Regions from separate parts of the Hordeum vulgare genome. Here region 2 is linked to region 1. Evidence: chromatin contacts called from public Hi-C data. All regions are on one chromosome and are shown on one strand. Each heading gives the region's core, a stretch centred on a gene start, on an enhancer-like site or on the middle of the called end of the contact. The rest is flanking DNA. Distances are from core to core; before and after follow the strand shown.

Region 1 (7,912 bases), core at 3,930-6,429:
AACGAGGATCGAAATAAGGCTGGAGGCCTCACGAGGGGCCCACAAGCCAACAAGGTACGACCTAGGGGCCCTGATGGCTTGTGACTCCCACATGGCCCTCCCAACTCCGTTCTTTGGCTTATAAATTCTCATGTACCCTAAGAACACCAGAGGGAGTCCTGGACACTTTTTACGTAGCCGCAAGTCTCTGTTCCTACGGGAGGCTATCCCGAGCTCCGTTCCGGCACCCTACCAGAGGGGGATCAATCACGGAGGGTCGCTTCATAAACCTTGCTACCCTCACGATGATGTGTGAATAGTTCACCACAGACCTACGGATCCATGGCCAGTACCTAGATGGCAATCTCTCTCTCACTTTGATCTTCGGTACAATGATCATCGCATCTTCGCTTTGATCCATATGATGTAATTCCTTCTGTGCGGTGCATTTGTTGGGATTTGATGAATTGTTGGTTTATGTTCAGATTATTCATCATAAATATTTGAGTCCCCTATGAATACTTATATGATTTTTATGTGCATGATTTTGATAGCTTCATAATTCTCTCTGATTTATTCAAATAGTTTGGCCAACTAGATCGATATTTCTTCGATGAGAGAGGTGCGTTGTGGTAGGTTCAACCTCGCGAATTTCTATATCCCAGTGACAGAAGGGGACAAGATGCGTCTTTGTGTTGCTGCTACTAAGGATAAAACTATGGGGTTTATTCATATTGCTTGAGTTTACTTTGACTACATCATGTCATTGTTCTCCATGCATTACTCTATTTTACTTGATACTCTAGATGCATGCTGGACAACGCTCGATGCGTGGAGTAATAGTAATAGGTGCAGGGAGGAGTCGACCTATTTGTTTATGGATGTGATGCATGTATGCACATGATCATTGTCGTGAATATCGCATAACTATCAGCTTTTCTGTCAATTGACCAACAGTAATTTGTTCACCCACTGTATGCTATTATTCATGAGAGATGCCATTAGGGAAAGCTATGGCCCTTGGGTCTATTCACAACCTATTGATAAAACCTTCATTACCTTGCTGTCATTTACTTGTTTTTATTTTATCTTGCTATCTACAATTATCTACACACCTCACTTCCTTGTAGTGCCCCTTCTCTCTTTATCTCTCATTTATTTTTCTTTTTTCTTTCTTCCTTTTTTCTTTTTTCTTATTCACCTTTTCCCCTTCTTTATTTCTTTTATTTTTCGTCCGGAGTCTCATCCCCACTTGTGGGGGAATCATAGACTCCATCATCCTTTCCTCATTGAGACAGAGCTCTAGTAATGATGATAATCACATTTTTATCTACTTACAAATGGATATAACAGCTCAATGATGATAGAAGAAATGACTCTATATGAATGCCTCTCGCAGTGTACCGGAATATGCAATGATCTAGCGTAACATGTAAATAATGATGAATGGTGGCTTTGCCATGAATACTATGTCACCTTCGTGATGATGCAAAGCAAGATGTTGATGAACACATATAATCATGTGATCTAAAGGTGGATGTTGCATGCCAATATATCTCAGAATGGCTATGGAAATGCCATAATAGGTAGCTATGGTGGCTGATTTAAGGAAGATATAAGGAGGCTCGTGTGTGATAGAGCGTATCACGTCATGGGGTTTGGATGCAACGGCGAAGGTTGCACCAATCCTCGAGGTGAGAATGGGCAATGCACGATGTCGAAGAGGCTAGCAAATATGGAAAGGTGAGTGTACATACATCCATGTATTTGCATTAGTCATAAAGAACTCATGTGCTTATTGCAAAGCCGTATCGGCTCTTTTCAAAGCAAAGTACTGTCGCATGCCCCTAGGGGGAGGTTGGTAGGATTTTACCATCACACGCCCGCGACTTGAACAACAGTAGAATGTCAACTAGGAATAAAAATGCTCACACATCATCATCATGTCATAACCAATATCTAGATGAACGACAAGTAAAAAGCTTTAATTATTGATAATTCTACTAACCAACAAACATGTACTCTTGCCCTTTCATGTTACTACATCAATATCATTAACCCACGAATTCTCTTTTATGTTCTACATGAAAGTTTTTATTATATCGTCCTTGGATACCTATCATTTTGGGACTATTCTTATAACCCATGCAAATTACCATTACTCCGTATTTAGACTCTCAGAAACATTTAAGTGAAGCACGAGAGTGCAATTATTTCTATACAATCTACATGCCACCGTGCTCTAAAAGATACGAGTGAAGTACTAGAGCAACTGTTTAGCTCAAAATATATAAGTGAAGCACATAGAGTATTCTAACAAATCATGATGAACATGTGCCTCTCTTAAATAGGTGTTTCCAGCAAACAATGATTATGGCAAACTAAAGCACAAGTAAACTATAACACACTACACTCCAAGCAAAATACATATCATGTGATGAATACAAATATAGCTCCAAATGACTTACTGATGGAATGGAGACGAAAGAGGGGATGCTTTCTGAGGCATCCCCAATCTTAGATGCTTGAGTTGTCCTAGGATATTACCTTAGGGTTCCTTGGGCACCCACAAATTTAGATGCTTGAGTCTTCCTAGGATATTATCTTGGGATTCCTTGGGCATCCCCAAGCTTAGGGTCTTGCCGCTCCTTATTCCTCCATCCATCGTGATCACAACCAAAACTTAAAAGCTTCAGCACACAAAACTCAACAGAAACCTCATGAGATTCGTTAGTATAATAGGCAAATAATAAACTTTAGGTACTGTTATAAATTGATACATATTTGATTATTGCATAAGGTATTGTATTCTAACTTCTCCATGACTTATACCCCCCAACATAATCCATATCATCCTCAAAACAAGCAAATTATGTAAGCAAAAACAGAATCTGTTTAAAACAGAACATTTTGTAATTGTCAGCACTAAAACCATACTTTTGTAACTTCAAAAATTCTGTAAAATTTGAGCACCTTGGAAATTTGATATCAATGTTGCATAAAAAGTTCATATCAACAAGACGTTCTAGCAAATCAGAGAAATTCTGCAGTGGACATAAAAGTTTCTATTTTTGCACATGATCAAATCTACTATCATCCAAATCATCCCAAAGGCTTTACTTGGCATAAAATTAAACATAAAGATACAATCATAAGAGTAGCAATAATCATGTCAACACAAATTAACAAAAAATAGAACACAAAATTTAAGATAAATATCAGGTTGCCTCCCAACAAACGCTATAGTTTTATAGCCCTAGCTAGGTATAATGCATAGTATCAAGTGATATCATTTTTATCGTCCACTTTAGCTACCTTAGCTGGACTCTTATCGGACCCGGGAGGTTCCTTAATGTTACTCATAACTTCTCAATGTGAAGTCACCAATTTCTCTTGGGACTCAAGTTTTTTATTGGAATTAGTGAGAAAGAATTCATGGGATGAAGGCTAGGGCCTAGGGTTTTGATAGGTTCGTTAACTTTTTGTATCACACTTATATTTTTCTACAAATCTCCTAATTTTCCTAATATTTGGACCCCTTCATGTGTAAAAGAGGAGATTTGAGGTAGTGGATGGGTTCATAAAACCTAAAGCCTAAAGCCTAAACCCTAATCAGCACAAGAATCTAATTTGAGGTAGTGGAGGGGTTCATAAACCCTAAAACCTAAACCCATGTTTTTTCTAATATTTTGGATCACTTCATGTGTAATAGACAAGTTCTAGACTTTGCTTATGGACGTGATGCAGGCAGGAGTGGGTCTACTTTGTATTGAAGATCATAGAGAGAGAGAGATAGCCATCTATGTACTAGATACAGACCCATAGGTCTGTGGTAGACTACTCACACAACATAATGAGAGTAGCAAGGTTGATATAGAGGTCTTCCGTGATTGATCCCCCCTCCGTCAGGGCACCAGAACAGGGCTCCAGATGGGATCACGGCAGAACAGAGACTTGCGGCGATGAAAAAATTATTTCGGGTGGCTCTCCGGTGTTTTCTGGATTTTAAAGAATCTATAGAGGCGGAGTTAGGCCAGGAGGATCCATGAGGTTGCCCCAAGGCATAGGGCGCGCCCTATTGCCTTGGCACCGCCTCGTGCGGCCTCCAACCTCCCTCTGAAGCTTCCAGGTCTTATTTTTATGCAAAAAAATATCAGAAAATTTTATGGCATTTAGACTTCGTTTGGTATTGATTTTCCGAAAAGCCAAAAAACACGCAGAAAACAACAATTGACACTAGGCACTGGGTTAATAGGTTAGTTTTCAAAAATGATATAAAACAACATATAAATGCATATAAAGTATGGGCAGTGCTATGCGTTCGTCGGATGATAAACCGGTTAGATCGGCCGCCTCAGCAGTGGTCAGATGCCGCCCGAAACAATCATCCAAAATACCGTCCCAGGCAACTTAGGACGTTTGCAACAGCTAGCTTGTTGCGCTCACGGGCTTTACAACAAGGATTGGTCCACCAACATAACGTCGCTGCCCCGCCATGGCCTGAGCGCCTAGGCCATGAAGCACCACCGAATGCAAGAGTTGTAGCACTTTCTCTAACCCGACACCCAAGTAGTTGCCTCTACTGAAGCACAACAACGACGAGATCTCACGCAGGGCATTCCTCTAGCGATTTCTGCAACCAAAGCTATGTTTGTGAAACATCTGTTGTGTTGTAATGCTTGTCCTCGTAGGCTCTAGCGCTAAAGCTCCTCCACCGCTTTGTGTAACCAAAGCTATGTTTTCAAAACAAGACCCCTCTTACATAAGAAAAAAAATATACATCGTGGAACCATTTTCTTCTCCAAACACGACCTGTGTTGAAAAAACCTATTGAAACAATAGGCTTGTTGAAAAAAGAAATACCGGCTACGCGGGATTTGTGGCTAGCACAAGTGCTCGATCAATAACAATTAGACGGCGAATAATGTGTGTATATGAGCCGGCTGAAGGATATCATTTTCCTAAATGTATGCAATAGTTAGTTTTGAATGGCCGGCTTTCCGATCGATGTCGGCGCAAGATGGCCTTAACCACGACCGCGTTCCGACCCAGACAGCGTCGCGTGTCCCGGTCATCCTCTCGTGAGTCGTGACTGAAGCACCCAGCGCCCAAACGCGGCGAAGCATCCCTCCGCTCACTGTCAGCGGGCCCCGGCCGCAAACTCCCCAGTCTATAGTCTCTCCAACGCGACAACTTCCAACTCCCCCCAAAATTTCTTCACCTCGAAGCAATTACCCCCAACCCCCAACCTCGATCCCCTCCTCCGCCGCCCTCCCCTCCGGCCACCGCGCCCCGATGGCGGCCAACGTCATGCTGGCGATCCACGAGAAGAAGGCCGCGGCCGTCGACCTCTACCGCCCGCTCCGCCAGTACATCGCCTCCGCCTACTCGGAGCGCGACGCGGCCACCGCCGACGACGACCTCTGCGCCGTGCGCGACCTCCGCGCCGCGGCCGTCGAGAGCCCCTGCCTCCCGGACTCCTCCTCCCTCGAGCAGCGCCGCGCCGCGCTCCTGGCCTACGCCCGCGCGCTCGCCCTCGTCGAGCCCCGCTTCCCCATCTCCCCCGACCGCGCCCACGTCCACTCCCTCTCCTTCACCTGGCACGACGCCTTCAAGACCAACAAGAAGGTCAGCCTGCCCTCCGTCCACCTCGAGAAGGCCGCCGTGCTCTTCAACCTCGGCGCCGTCTACTCGCAGATCGCGCTCGCCGCCGATCGCACCACCGACGTCGGGATCAGGACCGCCTGCGGCGCGTTCCAGAGCGCCGCGGGGGCCTTTGCGTGGCTCAAGGAGAGCGGGGTCGCTGCCAAGGCCGTAGCCGCGGGGGCCACCACCGTCGATGTGACGCCCGACTGCGCGGGGATGCTGGAGAAACTCATGCTCGCGCAGGCGCAGGAGTGCTTCTTCGAGAAGGTCATAGCTGGCGGGAAGCCGCCCGCGCTATGCTCCAAGGTGGCGCGCCAGGTCTGTGCCTACTGTTCTATTCTATCAACTTGTGATTATCTCAGGGTATTGACGAGTCTAATTAAAACTAATAGAGAGCTCGGGTTGTTACCTTCTGCACTCGTTTTTACAACAACACTATAATTAGCACCCATAAGTGAATTTGAACACTATAATATGATGTAGTTTGGGGAATTTGTCTAGTCAAGTCTTGACAATTATTGAGTTTTACTATGCTGAACACCATGTTAGTGCAGTATGTTTATCCTGATATTATGACCAACCTGATAACTCGTGCCGTGATTAAATCATTTGTTTTACAACAAATTTTGATAAAGACAATCATGTATGATCGATTTCCCCGCTTTCCTTTGTCTCATATTTGCAGTAGAGATTTTTTTCTTAATCTAATCCTGCTAGATTTGCTTGTTTTGGCAGAATTCGCATGTTGATGCTTTACAGTTAGCTCAGCTTCATGATACCACATTCCTTCGCATTTCTGTAACTTTGATTTCAAATGTGCCATCTGCCTTACTTGTCGTGCTTTCAGGTGGGCGTATTCTATGAAGAAGCTTATGCAGCTCTCTGTGCACCTCCTCTTAGTCAGCACTTTGACAGGACATGGGTTTCTCATGTCCAGCTCAAGGCAGCTCAATTCTATGCTGATGCTTGCTATAGGTTTTCATTGGATCTTCATCAGCAAGAAGAAATTGCTCAGGAAATTGCGCGACTAAAGATTGGAATGAACGCCTTGGCTGATGCCAAGAAGGCAGCTAAGGGAGTTGCTGCGCCACTTCTGGATTCTGTTAATAAGCTGGAGAGTAACATGAAAACCAACTTGGAGAGGGCCATGAAGGAGAACAATAGTGTTTATCTGATGCGGGTTCCAGAGGCGGGTACTTTGGGAGCTCTGCCTGCAGCTTCCCTTGTAAAATCTACTTCTTTGGCTGAAGTTCTAGATGCTAGCAATGAGAGGCTTTTTTCATCACTTGTGCCTGATGGCAGCATGAAGGCCCTTTCTAAGTACACAGAGATGGTAGATGATATCATTCGGACCCAGGCAGAGAAACTTCAGCAATCTAGTGAGATCACTAGGGTTAGGCTGAAGGAAATGGACTTGCCTGATTCTATTCTATCATTGGAAGGTAATGTCAGCATACCTGCAGATCTCAAGGAAGATGTTGAGGCTGTACAGATAAGTGGTGGCCCTGCTGGCTTGGAAGCTGAGTTGCAGCAGCTTAGAGATTTGAATAGGGTCAATCAGGAGTTGCTTGTTCAGACTGAAGAGATGCTGCAGAAGGAGGCAAGTGAAGATGCTCAATTCCGGACGCAATTCGGAAGTCGTTGGACTAGGCCTCAATCAAGTACCCTAACAAAGAACATTCAAGACCGATTGAATCTTTTTGCTGGTAATCTTAAAAAAGCGGCTGCGAGTGATGCTTTGATCGAACGAGATGTGAAGGAGAGCTACCCCTTGATGTCTATTCTTGACAGAAGACCGGTAAGAGTTTAACACTATACCAAACTAAAATTATTCTTAAGATTTCGAAACTTTCTTGATCTGCTTCGCAATGAACTGCACCCTATTATTCGTCACTATCGAGTTCTTCACCTCTTAGTTAGTTAGAACTTAAAAATATGATTTTATATGTCTGCAGATAGAGTCTGCACTACCAAGTATTTCAAGGCCTATCATGTCCTTGGATGGGAATGAAGATGCTATCGTTGGAGCCCTTAAACAAAGCTTGGTAATGCACCTATTTTTGTTAGCTGGCGAACATGAGGCTTGACTTATTTCTTTAAGCTTGGTAAAACTAATTGATGTGTCGACACAGAGGCAACTGGAATCTCTTGGTGCACAAAGGGCAGGCCTTGAAGACCATCTCAAGGAAATGAAGAGAAAGGTACAGTCCTTTCCTGTTGTTTTTTTCGAGAAAACGCAAAAGCCTTGCGTTTCTTTGCATTGAAAAGGGGGATAGTACAGCCTCCG
Region 2 (7,912 bases), core at 1,439-3,938, 180 kb after region 1:
GCATGTTGTACTGACAAATATCTTTTTAACTTAACTGGCAAATATCTTGGTAAACTATAATCTAAAAATAAACTACGTGATATATCAATTAAGCCATGCCAGATACCAAACTCTAAAATCCGATCATTTAGGAATTTAACAAGGAATATAAACATAATGGAAAACTTCTATAGTAAAACAAATTGATACAGCAGAGTAATGAATCCAAATCTAGCTAAATGAAACCAATACAAAAGTCCCTGGAGATCAATACAAGCAAAAGGCATTACAAGCCGGAACACAACACAGCAAAGGATATTTTGCTACTAAAACAAATTTACCTGCACCAATTCATCACTCTTAAGTGCGCACTGAGGAAGGTTTTCGGATGGTAAGACACGGATCCCTGCGCCAGTATCATTTCGCAGTTGTTGTATAATAGAGCCGCCCTTTCCTAGCAGGCAGCCAACTTGATTGCCTGGAACCAAAATTCGAGCAGTCACATGACCAGCAGTTTCAGAATTCTCACAGATAACTCCATCGTTGGGATCTTCATCAGCAGCAATCTTATCATGTATCTTCAACAATGCATCTTGAGCAAAACAATGGGGCTTCATGTTCTCTAAGCCATCAATATTATTTTGAATAGCTTCAACAGCTTGTTTGGAGTTATTTTGGTAATCAAATATAATAATTACTCTCTCATCTGCACCAGGAATAGAATCAGCAACCCGTATCTTTGCTTTAGTCTCATCTCTAAGGGCGTTAACAACATGACCACCTCTCCCCAAGATACCGCCTATCTTGTTTCCTGGGCACAATATCCTGTAAACGGTTTCTATTGGCTGAGAGGACATAGGTCCGTCATCCTGCCTGTAGTTTAGCCGTTTCCTCTTTCCATCATCAGAATTGAAACGAGTCCTCTTTTTGGAAGTACTTGGATTGTGTCTTCTAGAGTTATCCATCAGTCTGCATAAAAAAAGGCCCATCAATATAAAGAAACTGTAAAGTAGCACGGAAGGTGTGGGGCACCCTCGATTCCATTACTCCATTAGCTGTCTGATTATGACACATGTATAACCTTCTTGCTTGTGCGTACCTCAAAATTGAGAAATTACTGATAAATGCTTATGTTGCTAGGCCTACGGTAAACTGCTGTAGGTTGTTTACAAGTGCAAGAAAAGGTATATATTTTTGTAGTCAAATGACTGTTTTCAGGTAGGTTATCAGATTCAAATCTATTAACTGTACTAAACTAGTAAGATCCTCACGGTTTCATCCAGAGCTCCCGCCTACTGTATTTCATTCAAATGAAACACTGCCAAAATGTAATTGGCACAAATAAACGTGGCGCATGTAACACTGCATAAACGGAGTATTAATCAGGAGTACTTTGGAGTTTGGAGTGCAAATCCAGTGTAAGAATTAGTCATAGTATATATCAAAGTGGCAAAAGGACATGTAATTTGAACGAATAACGAAAGCTAGCACTCAAAGATGAAATATACAGAGGGCATAATGGTGATAAATGACTTAACATCGTAACATAGCTTTGCAAGGGAAAGGTAAAACGGCATAAAATTTAACCAACCATAATTTCATAGAGATCATCAGTACACAATCATAATTCTGTCAGTTTATGGATGCAAAGATGTCCTAGCTTTAGAATGATAAAAGGATTGTTAGGCAACTGGAAAGATAAGGCTTGAATCTATAGTATATACTCCTAGTAAGGCCAAATATCCCTAGCAAGCAAAAAAAGGCATCCTAGCATATGGGACTTGCAGCAGCTCCATGTGAAGTGAAATCTGCAGTAACTTGGCTTTGCATCCATAAGTGGCAAAAAAGAATTGATAGTGATAATAATAGCATGTCAGCCCGCCACATACAGCGACATGCCAAATTCACTAACACATAACCAAATAAGCAAACAGGTGCGCCAAATTGACCTAGCCCTTTTTCAGCACGCTTACATATGAGTTGAAGAAACTCCGCAGATATACTAGGTCACAAGAACAACCAAAAATCGACAGTATGACCTCACTTATCGGCTCATTAACTCATCCAGCCATGAAATTTTGTTTGGGCCTGGATTCAGAAAAGGCGCCAGATTGACCACACAAGTCCAGGCGTGTGGGCAGAATTGCTCACACGCACAGCTTCACTCACACCCATCTAAGCAAAAGAAGCAGTATGCACTCCCCCCCCCCCCCCACCCCCCTCGAGAAAATCTCCATCCTTGGGGACCGACATATCGCATAGCAAACCTAGTTTCTACTGCCGGATCTAGATGGCGCGCCGGCCGTTGCGCCCAAAATTCGCGGAGGCTTAATGAGGGTGAGAGAAACTCACTGGATAACAAGAAGCTCGTACCTTTAAAACCAACGACGAAGATGGCGGCGGCGGCGGCGGCGGCTGGGGGATACGGCAGGGCCGCGGTGCCGCGATAAGGTTGGAGGCGGCGACGCGCGTGACAGGGGTGGGTGGGGTAGTGGGGCTCAGGGGTGTGAGGCGTGGGCGGCGCCACGGGAAGGCGGCAGCTGGAGCTAGGGCTAGGGCACCGGGGAAGAATAGGAAATTTCTCAACGGGACGGCGGAGAGGAAAAGTCGCTGTGGGAAGAGATGGATTTTGACGGGGACGGGGAAGACGAAAGGAAAAGAAAAGAATTTTTTTTATCCTCATGAATTCATAAACAGGTGCACTGCGCATGACATAGGGCAACGCTACACGTACGTATTTGTACTACGGAATTGATAATTACGGGATGACGTGGCCTCACTTGGTTGGTTATTACCGGGCCACGGAGTAAGGCCCTCCGCTATGTTCTTGGTGAGTTCTGAAAAGTATGTCACGTACATATTCATGTCAAATATAAAAATAATAACATCCCATCGATTTTAATTCAGGCCCACATATATATTTCTCCCTAATAATAAAGCAAATAGGATTTCTGGTCGTCCGTCAAGTTATTTACCCCTAGAGTTCGCAGGAATTACGCCCCTATGCCATCCGTAAGTGGAAAAAACGATACGGTTTATTTAAAGTCACTAGAGTGACGGTTAACTTATGCAGAAAGTTATTTGATTTGAAACCACATGCATGCTGGCAACTTACTGGTTGGGGCCTTCCACTCCCACACAGCGAACCCGGGTTTGATGCCCACTTCTCCCCTTTCTTCCTTTTCCTCTTTTCTCTTGATTTTATGTGTGCATAAGATAGACCAGCCTCGCCATCTTATCCGATGGGCTACACTATTTTTAATTTCGTCCCAACTATTTTCTACTTAAACTTTTTTGGCAGATTCAAGTATTTTCAAAAATATTCATTCCTTCTAAATGCTAACTTGAAATTTAGAAAGTTATATATGAAAATCACTGAAAAATGTGTACATTCCAGATATGATATTATCTTGCAAGATAATCATATCTAAAATTATTTTTAAAATATGTACGGGTAACACATTATTTTTAGGTATCACTAAAGAGGAACACCACAAAGAAGTGAATTGATATCGGCAACTCGGTGATATTTTTATTATGTACTAAACTGGACACAACTTTCGTTATTTCAAAAATCATCCCACCTTTATATTTGTGCACAACATCACTTATCATGTTGTTTCTCATATGGTATTGTGAATGATTTTTCATATGATTTTTTATGTCGTTCAGTGTGTATGAAGGATGATTTATTTTCTCACGTTGCAACGCACGGGATGTATAAAGTAGTAATAGATCAGTCCAAACCACTCTTTCCAACCATTGTTTCACTTTAGAAAGTACATTGATGCACATAGTTTTATGGAAAAGACTACGTGTCCATCCGATCGATGTCTACATATTATCCGTCGCCTCGACAACGGTTGGATGCCCGGGTTGATAGTCATTCCATCTAGTGTCCGCGCCACGCATGCCCGCTCGTTGTTTCCCACAACAAGCGCTCTATTGTAGAAACTGGAGACTCTTCCTCAGCATCGACACAGCTGCATCCCGTGCGGCGTCGCCGCCAACCCACCGCAAAATCAGCCTGCCGTCGGCATGCAGGAGCTAAACTGAAGTTTCTGAAACACTATGGCACACCATATCGCACGTGAGATGGTTGGATCTGACGCAAATCGAGCTAACTGGCGAGCCTTGCTTTGAGAACACGCGCGACCATCGTTCTCAGCTTCGAGCGTCGTTGTGGGGGTTCCACCGCGTGTTGGAGTTTCCTCTTGGTTCACAAACCCCCATGTGGTGTTTCCTGAAACTACTTCGAGCAGATGGCACCGGAAAACCTCGGTTAGTTTCTGAAACATGATCTTTGTTTCACTCTAAAAAAGTCATGAAACCCTGTGTAGAAAGCATATGTATCTCTCACACATCAATCAACAAATATGTCATATGTTCTGCTTGATGTTTCTGTTCTGATTGATGTATCTCTACAACCCTAGTATTTATGAATCATGACAATGTTGATGTATCTCTGAAACACTAGTGTATTCTGAATCATGACATTGTTCTGTTTGTTATATCTCTCAAACACTAGTGTTTATGAATTCCTTGCAAGTGTAAGCCAGAAACAAAAACATAAAGAAATTGCGTTCATTACCTATCTTGTTGATTAAATGGAGAGATAAATTGACAAGATAAAATATGGATTTTCTGTTGATTTCTTATCTTGTTGATTCCATGGAGAGATTAAATGACTGTTGCACAACAACTCTGTTGCGGGAACATGGAACTGAAGGGGTGGAAACTATGTCCAAGGCAAATTTCTGTTGGTGGTGGTGAAGACTCGCACAAGCTGTTGTTTGCTGAAGATGCAGTCCAAGATGATTCAAATGATGGAGATGTTTCGTCGCAGCCACTGCCGCCCTATGTTGGGATGGTGTTTCATACAATCGACGATGCTCCAAAATTCTACAACAACTATGCCTTCAAGTTGGGGTTGATGACACATATATCTACTTCAAAATTCACCGAGAAGAGAGGTGGGGAGAAAGAGGACGCAATACGTATAACGATGGTCTTTGAGTGTGTGCATGCTAGAAAGCCCGTTAAAACGGAAACGAACAGTACATCAGAGAGCATTGCAACGGGAAACAACAACTCTAGTAGGCAGCCTAGTGAAGGGATGGATGTTACAAGATAACGTCAAAAAATAGGATGCTCTGTCATGATTGTAAGGCGCATATGATTGGTGTGCTATGGGAGGAGAGATGGATAGTGACTTGCTTTGTTGCAGAGCATACACATCCATTGATGGAACAGTCGAAGCGTGTTAGGTACTACCGCTCGCACCGCAGCATATGTGTCGAGGATTACCAACTCTTGTTAATGTTGCATGATGTGAACCTCTCAAATTTAGATTGCATGGGTGTCCTTGGTAGGATCCATGGAGGTGACACTAGGTTACTCCCGTATGTGAAGAGAGATGTTACAAATGGACGTGCAAAGCTCCGGAAAGGGTTAACATTTCGAGGCATGAATATGACGATGAAGTGCTTTGAGAGGAGGAAGACTGAGAATTCGGAGATTTTCTATGCAAAGTAACAAGATCGTGCAACAAACTGAGTGACTACCTTAATTTGGGTTGATGGGAGAACAAGGGCACTGTACCCGAAATACAAAGATTGTGTATTCTTTGATACAACCTTCTACACCAACAGATACAACATGCCATTTGCTCCTATAAATGGTGTAAACAACCACATGCATGCAATTGCACTCGGATGTGCCTTGTTGTCGGATGAGACTATTGAAACATTTAAGTGGGTGTTTCAGCAATGGATGCTTGCGATGGATATCGAGCATCCTACCAACATCATGACTGACCAGGACCAAGCTATGGCAACAACCATTGATCAGGTTTTCCCAAACACTTGCCATAGGTGTTGCAAGTTTCATGTGCTTAGCAATGTGTGGTCCAAGTCGGGAAGGTTGTTGAGCAGAGACGAGGCATTTGCAGATGTGTTTTACACTTGTATCAACCAATCCAAAATTATTGAGGAATTTGAGGAAACATGGTAGCACATGTTGCATTGCTTTGAAGTGGTTGAGAACAAACATCTCAAGAATATGTGGCGAACAAGACACACGTGGGCTCCAGCATATTTCAAGAACAAATTATTCATGTTCACGAGCACAACATGTAGGTGTGAGGATCCCAACTCATAATTCAAGAGCCTAATTCGACCCGTTGATATTGTTTGGAGGTTTGTGGTGCTTGATCATGAGGATAATGATGTATTCACTGGTGAAGCAACAGCTCCGCCACTATACTCTCGGTACATATACTTTTGAGCTTTAACAAAAAAAATCAAAAAGAAAAGAAAAAACGTTGTTGTCGGGCCTAGTCTCTGTGTCATTTGGTTTCTCACCTATTTCTTATGATGTTGCAGGTACAACATTGAGCACCAAGCTGCTGCTTACTACACCTGCGACATGTTTGGTAAGTTTCACAAACAGGTGATTGCATCTACCGGCTTCATTATCAACCAATACACTCATTACCAAGGACAAGGCCTCTTGTTTGAGATAAAAGCAAGCTCCTATGAGAACCCAAAGCTATATTATGTGCGTGTTATGATGGATGAAGGGTGTTTGAATGTAGCTGCCACTACTTTGAGATAAATGGGCTGATTTGTGAACACATAATATGGGCAATGGTTCATCTCAATGTCCAAGTAATTCTGCAGCAATACTTGCTCGAGAGGTGGTCTGAAGCAGCCACAACAAGCATGGGCAGGACTGGCCGGTTGTTGGACTTCAGACATCCCTCGACGAACACCGTGAAATACAACTCTTTGTGTTGAAGGTTGACATGGCTTGCCTCTAATGCATGTTGCAATGATGATGCCTACATAATATTAGATGATGCAATAAAAGTTCTTGAGCATGTCATAGCAGCGGTGAAGAGAGGAGCACTGCCCGATCAACAAGCAACACAACAGAGTGAACACCCAACAAAACTCGTTGTAGCAACGGTAACAAGAATGATGACATGCAACAACAACAAAGCCCGAATATGCTACAAAACCCAGCTCATGCCCCTAAAAAAGGCCGACCGACTGATAGAGAGAACATAAAGAAGGCTTTGGTAGAGAAGTGAGATGATGAATAAAAGAGGAAGGCAAAACAACAAGAGAAGAAAGCAACGACAACAGGAAAGGAAAAAAGCTCCAAAAAGGACTATTCGCTGCAAGCACTACAACGAACAAGGAAACAACATTCAGACATGTGGCGCCCTAAAAGTTGCAATGAAGGTAGCAGAAGCACCCCCAAAATGCCAATTTTGCTCTGGGGTTGGACATGCAATACAATATTGTCAATACTTGAGACTCGTGATGGCAAATAATCCAAAAATTATCCAAGTGACGTAGCTGAAGCTATAGAAAAGAACTGACAAACAGAGGGAGATTCTCCAACAAACAGTTTTTTGAACAAAAAAATCTACGAGTAAAACAAAGTTGTAGTTGCTCCGTGTGTGTGAAATAGGAACTTCTATTTTGCAAAGTAGATGATGTGTAGGTTGCATTTGCAAAACATGACACATGAATCAATTGGGTTTTGTTTCAAGTACAAACACTTTTCCTTGTCATTTTGCTTGTCGTATTGAGGTTACAGGAAAAGAACTTTCTCTCGAGTAGTTTCCTTGCCAGCAAAATGGCATTGTTTTCTCTTCATTTGTTTAATTGAAGCGGGTGATTCAGGCTATAGAAAAAAAAGCTTGTTTACTGTTCTTCATTTGTCTGTTTGATTCAGGTTATAAGAAAAATAACTTCTATTCTGAAAGTGCGTTATATCGACTAGAGGGGGGGTGAATAGGAGATTTTTAGAATTTCATCACTGAGGAAATTCCTTTTGAGGAAATTCCTCCCTGATGACTAACTTACAGCGGAAACAGTTAAGGATCAGTCGTGCAATCTTTCACAACAGCAGTATTACAGAG

What was found. A called contact is a pair of places that touch in the nucleus more often than the background predicts.
Region 2: a contact with region 1 is called in a Hi-C map of leaf, with 3 times the contacts expected there. The contact joins the promoter of LOC123432196 here to the promoter of LOC123432180 in region 1. A contact is called at or near these places in 3 of 6 Hi-C or Micro-C datasets (leaf and seedling).

What each region holds. Positions count from the first base shown.
Region 1 is chr1H:300,586,781-300,594,692 of MorexV3_pseudomolecules_assembly, forward strand. LOC123432180 (vacuolar-sorting protein BRO1) reads left to right here and starts at 5,180. Exons shown (of 8, transcript XM_045115374.1): 1 at 5,180-5,943; 2 at 6,473-7,423; 3 at 7,581-7,670; 4 at 7,758-7,826. The coding sequence starts at 5,275.
Region 2 is chr1H:300,769,012-300,776,923 of MorexV3_pseudomolecules_assembly, forward strand. It overlaps LOC123432196 (KH domain-containing protein At4g18375-like), which reads right to left and starts at 2,689. Exons shown (of 8, transcript XM_045115375.1): 1 at 2,353-2,689; 2 at 321-948. The coding sequence starts at 944.